2 separate regions of the Zea mays genome follow, and region 1 is linked to region 2. Evidence: chromatin contacts called from public Hi-C data. All regions are on one chromosome and are shown on one strand. Each heading gives the region's core, a stretch centred on a gene start, on an enhancer-like site or on the middle of the called end of the contact. The rest is flanking DNA. Distances are from core to core; before and after follow the strand shown.

Region 1 (2,986 bases), core at 254-2,753, 350 kb before region 2:
AGACACCTCAAATGTTGGGAGGCCAAAATCTTGTATAACGACAACGAAGTTTCGCAGATTTTCGAAGTACTGATAAGCACACAAAGCTGAGCCATCTGCAGGGACCGCAGTATCTGACTGGACTCCGACAATCTAGAATTAATGTTAATATTAACATTGACAAAAGATTGGCATCAGATATTCGGCATGTGCGACAGCTAGCAAACTAAACTAGAAAATCGAAGGTGAGAAGTGTAACCTTGGGTATGGCGCCTGGCTGGACCTTATTCAGTGCGTTGCAGAGGACAATGCCATTTCTCAGACCAAGCTGGAATTCCTCCTCAGAGGGCTCTTCCGGCAGGTCCTTTGCACACACTATCCCAACCGTTTTTCGCAACCAACTGGCTGCTTCATGCCTTCTTATCGCTGCATTAACCAACAAGGGAAATAAGTGCACCTTCCTCTGACATGTTGTAATAATTACAAACAGAGATGCCCTTGAAACATATAGGTTATCAGGTAATAATAAGGCCAGACTTAATTTTCTTGGTGGGGTCGAAATCCAACTAAAAGGAGCTGTCAAATTCCTGATTTGGTATGCTTGATGTTAGCTTACCATCAATAGTTAGTCACAGCAGCATTTCACCAAAAAAGGGGGAAAGCAATCACTACACTATAATTTGCACAGCTGCTCAATTTGCACAGCATTATATTGTGGCCATGAATACACGTTTTAATGCAAACTAATATATACAAAAGGGTAAATAAGAAAACATAAAACCTGTGCCCACCGAGATGCACAAAGCATGGATCACATTAAGTCTACGCGAGTAAGCTCAACAGGACCTCAGATTGAAACAGTAAACTACCAGACAGGTTGTTCAGCTGTTGAATCACTACATCCCACGAGGATCATGACACCCAAATTGACCGACAAATTTGAAAATTCGAAACCATCCTCAGTGAATCAAACTTCAGTGTCAAACCGATCCACCGCAACACAAAGACGAGACTATCCGTGCCCAACCTTTCTTCTCAAAGCGTTCACATAAAACCAAGAACGCCTTACAACAACAGACACTAAAGAATCCGCCGCACCCCCTGATTCAGCGCGATCCGCGCACAGCAGGTGCCCAAGAACCCAACTCACCGGCCTCCTCTGCCCTGCGCGCGGCCACGTTGTCGTCCCCAACGCTTCCTCCACCCCATCGCAGCGCCTCCTCCAAAACCGCCGCCGCCATCGCCATTCCCTATGCGCAGTCGCAGAACCCCGGAGCCACCAGCAACGGTTCCGACAAAGCGGACGAGTGGAGATGAAAGGAGAACAGAGAGAGAAAGAGAGTGTGTGTAGTCGTAGAGGGTGGACTGCGCTCGCGTCGCGTCTGCTGGAGGTGGGGGCGGCAGCGGGAGGGAGGGAGAGGGGTGGTGGGTATTCTCGGGATCGGGCGGCGCTGGTTTCGAACGGCGATGGCGCTCGAAGAGAAGAGAGCGGTTGGGACTGGGATGATGTGGACGTTGCGGGGGAAGGGAGGTGGCGAAGTTGGAATGGGGAGATATCATGGGGTGATTTGCAAAGTCATGTACACGTGCCCATACTCTTGCGTTTTCTTGGATCCCTTTCGAAAATATTTTAATACATTTTTTAAAACCACATTTCCTTGGATTCGGGTTCAACGTTCATGTCCGTTCTTGTTCATCGGTGGATGGATCTATCGTGCCATTTGGGGTCCGTTTGGTGGGAGGAGTGGAGGTGTTCTATTCCAAATTTAAACAGTGGAGTGGTTCCATTTAAGATTTTGAGAGCCGAGTTGAATCGTTTGATTTTTTGTTTGTCCTCACCGCAAAGAGAGAGGACGAAGTGGAACAGTAGGATTCCACTATTTTTTGAGTGATCTTGTCTTAAATCTGATGAAAATATGCGACCAATACATTCGCTCTCCAACCAAACGCAGAATATAGCAGCTCTATCCCACCTCTCTCCCCAATCAAATGGTTGGGTTTTTTTTAGCTTGCTGCTACTGGGATTACGAAGTTACAGTATCTCCAAGCAACTCTCTAATTTTACTCTTTATTTGACTCTCTATTTACTTTTTTATAAAAATTACACTCTATGTGTAGCATCTATATGTGGCCATTGGGCCATGCCATGCCGGCACGACCCGAGCCCGTCATAGGTCGTGCCAATTTAATCAGGCCGAAGCACGACACGAATAAATAGCGGGTCGTACGGTGTCCGTCCGTGGACCGAAGTCTGAGCCTAACCACAGGCCGACTAGTTTTTAACGAGTCGTGTTGGGCTATCGTGTCATGTCGTGCTATCGTGCTGGGCGGCTCAAGGCCCACCTTGTAACAGAGCTCGAAAATAACTTATTTTTTCCTATTTTATGCTTAATTTTCTCGTTTTTTAACAGAACTCGAAATAGCTTGAAAGTGAGGGTCGAGTTGGTCATTTTTGTATATATGGTGGGTTAGATTAGGACAAATAAAGCTAGGCCACAAACGAGTCGGACTAGGCCGTGCTCGGTTTGATGGGTTATCTGTGCCTAGCATCGTGCTAACTAGGCCGACAGTAAATGGGTCGTGCTTGTGCCGCTCGATGGGCTTGTACGTAAGCCCAAACACGACCCATGACGGGCCTCGTGTCGGCCCGACACAGTTACTATCATGTCAATGTCGTGTACGTGCCGTGCCAAAATGGATATGCCTCGTGCTAGCCTATGTAGCCCGGCCCATCTGGTCACCTATAGTAGCATCTCGCTTCAACATACTCTCTATTCTCCAAATCCCGACCGCTACATTCAATTCTTCTTTCCACATACTGACATGTGGATCCACACCATCCCATACTTGGCAAGTTAGCTTGGCTAGCTAAGTTTAGCTAGTGAGATAGTCTATGGAGATAGCTTATCACCAAAACTGATGTGTGGAGTTCCATAGACTATCTCCATACTTGCAAGTTAGCTAAGTTAGTTTGGCAATTAGCCAAACTAATAACTCCACATTACTA
Region 2 (2,700 bases), core at 194-2,693:
GTGAGGATGCTAATATTTATATTTAACATTGTCATTGTTATTTTTAATTTGATGAAAGTGCGTTCTATTTTTATGTTTGCAAGGTATGTAAACATCTGCTTTTAGTGATATTAACAACAATATAGAATAAACAATTAGTGTTTTTGTATATCAATGCATTTTTATCATATTGATTCCGTAGCAACGCATGAGCATATGTCTAGTTAAGTTTATATGCTCATTGTAGTCTATAGCCCGACAGTTGGGCACTAGGGTGCCTACCGCCCTACCAAATACCAACAAGCGACAGGAGCTTGCCGTTCGGCCAACGAGGCACAAGTTCCTTGTGTGGTATGGATGTAAACGACTAGGAAAAAATCTCCTTCCTTCCACTCCAATTTTTAGTTTTTGTCCCACTCGAATTCGTATTTTCATCAAATGTGAAAACGATACGAAAATGGAGTAGCAAAATGAAAACAGTTTAGGCCATATCCCGACCTTTTCCATTTATCTTGTGTTCATATGAGATTATACCGTATCCAAATACGGTATATCCCGTCATTATGTTGTTAGTCGACCCACTGCCATACTCACATGGTGTATCCCATATTTTTTGTACAAAATTGTATCATGCTAATTATAGGATGACAAGGACATAGAAAGAAGGACCAGGAGCAAGATGATAAAGAGAACAAATATATTGATAGTGGTCCTAATGTCACGAGTGACCATATTGAACTTTGAGGTATAGTTGTAGGGTGTTATTTTTAGTTTGAGTTACTATGTTATACGTGGTTGACTTTTTTGAACTATCATCGTGCTTATTCAATTGTGCATGTCTATTTAATTAATCACACATTTTTATTAACCTGTTACATGTTTTTATAGACACATTATCAATTTATCGTTATGTACTTATGTTACCCATATTAATATATTATTATCCTATATTTATTGTTGATTGATGGTACTATATATGATACAGAAAGTGATTTCGTTTTATCTTTATGATTTTCGATATTTACCGATGCATTTTTGTCCGTATTAGTTTGTTTTTTCATTCCATCATCCCGTGCCCGATACCGTTTCAATTTCAATCCCAAATCAGTTTTCAAATTAAAATGTAAAAATAAAACGAGAAATGGTTTATCTTGACTGACTTCGTTCATTTACAACCATGGTCTCTACTGGTGTCCATCTAGAAAGCGACATAGACTGATTTGTAAAAAAAAAAGGTCCTCGTTCGGTAGGTACATATAACTGCAAAATTTCGAAGTCGGAAAGTGCAATTTCAGTTATTTTTCAATATTAAAAAATAACTTCAAATAATTAGCAGCTGCCTAGATTACTGGGCCGCGCGAACGATGGAGGTAGGGTGGGAGTAGGCCCAACCATTCTCCTCCACCGCAAATTTCCGTCCGAATCCTAATAAATTCCGATTCCACACCGCAAAATTCAAAATTCCCACACTCCTAGTCCTTCCCCCCATCTCCAGTCGAGTGCTCTCTCCAGTCCCCACGCCCGATCTCGCCCCCATCCCATGGACGCCGATGAGATGGACCTCGACTCCCCATCCTCGGCCTCCCCCGCGCCCGCCTCCGGCTCCCTCCCCACCGTCCTCTCTGAGCTCGCCGCCCTCCACCGCCGCGCGTCTTCCTCCTCCGTCACCTCCCCGCCCTTGTCCCTGCCCTCCATCACATTCCTCTCCTCCAGCCCCGCAGCCGTCGCGTCCATCTTCCCTCGCCTCGCCGAGGCCGGCGTCCCCGCATCCTCCTTGCTGCCCCCGCTCGAGGCCTCGCTCTCCGCGCACCCGCTCCCCGCAGCCGTCGCCTACCTCCGCCTCCTCCTCGCCCCGGCCTCCCCGCTTCTCACCCTCTTCTCCCCGCTTCCATTCCTCTCCCTCCTCCTCGTCATCCGCAAGGCCGCCTCCTCCTTCTCCGGAGCCGGCAGCGCCGCCTCCAACCCTAGCTCCGTTTCCGGCGGCGCCGCCAACCCCCGCAAGCGCAAGAACCAGCGCCAAAAGCCAGCAGCGGCTCCGCCGGCGGCGCCGTCGCTGCTCCCGAAGGCGCTCTCCCTGCTGGCGGACGCCGCGGGGAGGCTGCCGCTCGGGGCCCACCCGGACGCGCGGCGGTCGCTCGTCGATACCGCCGCGGAGCTCACGGCGTTTGACGTCCTCACCGCTGTCCTTGGATCCGACTACCACGCCGGGGCGGTGCAGGACGTGATACGAGCGCTGGCCCCTGTGGTGCTCTCGGCCGCGAAATCCGCAGCACGGGTGGCTGCGGTGCAGTTCATTGTGAGGAACTTGGTGCCTTTGGGCGCCGAGGAAGGAGAGGAAGCAGTTAGGAAGGCAGTGGGGTACCTTCCTAGGTACTTGGCCGTAAAGGCACCGGACAAGGCGGAGGCCAGGGCACTGGCGGTGGAAGCGATAGTCGAGGTGGTGCGGGCATTGGAGGCAGATGGAAGGGAGGGATTTGCAGGGTATGTTGTGGCCATGGCAAGGGGCAAGGCAAAGGGACGACTGCTTGCTGTGGATTTGGTCCTTGCCTTGCTGCCAGTGCTGTTACCATTTGAAGGGGATGCCTGTGATATGGAGGAGGGCTCTTGGGGGCTGAAGTGTCTGCGGGTGTTGGTGGAGAAGTGCTCAGATAGTGTGGGAGGGGTTCGAGCTCGGGCATTAATAAATGCAGCCCAGGCGCTTGATATTTTGTCTGAGAGAGG

The links. Hi-C and Micro-C count contacts between places; a contact is called where the count stands out from the background.
Region 1: a contact with region 2 is called in a Hi-C map of ear, with 2.1 times the contacts expected there. The contact joins the promoter of LOC100194298 here to the promoter of LOC103640950 in region 2. A contact is called at or near these places in 2 of 25 Hi-C or Micro-C datasets (ear and tassel).

Annotation. Positions count from the first base shown.
Region 1 is chr10:24,021,210-24,024,195 of Zm-B73-REFERENCE-NAM-5.0, reverse strand. LOC100194298 (P-loop nucleoside triphosphate hydrolase superfamily protein with CH (Calponin Homology) domain) reads right to left here and starts at 1,503. Exons shown (of 18, transcript NM_001359448.1): 1 at 1,130-1,503; 2 at 239-405; 3 at 1-132. The coding sequence starts at 1,226.
Region 2 is chr10:23,668,453-23,671,152 of Zm-B73-REFERENCE-NAM-5.0, reverse strand. LOC103640950 (condensin-2 complex subunit D3) reads left to right here and starts at 1,443. Exons shown (of 8, transcript XM_008664389.3): 1 at 1,443-2,700. The coding sequence starts at 1,520.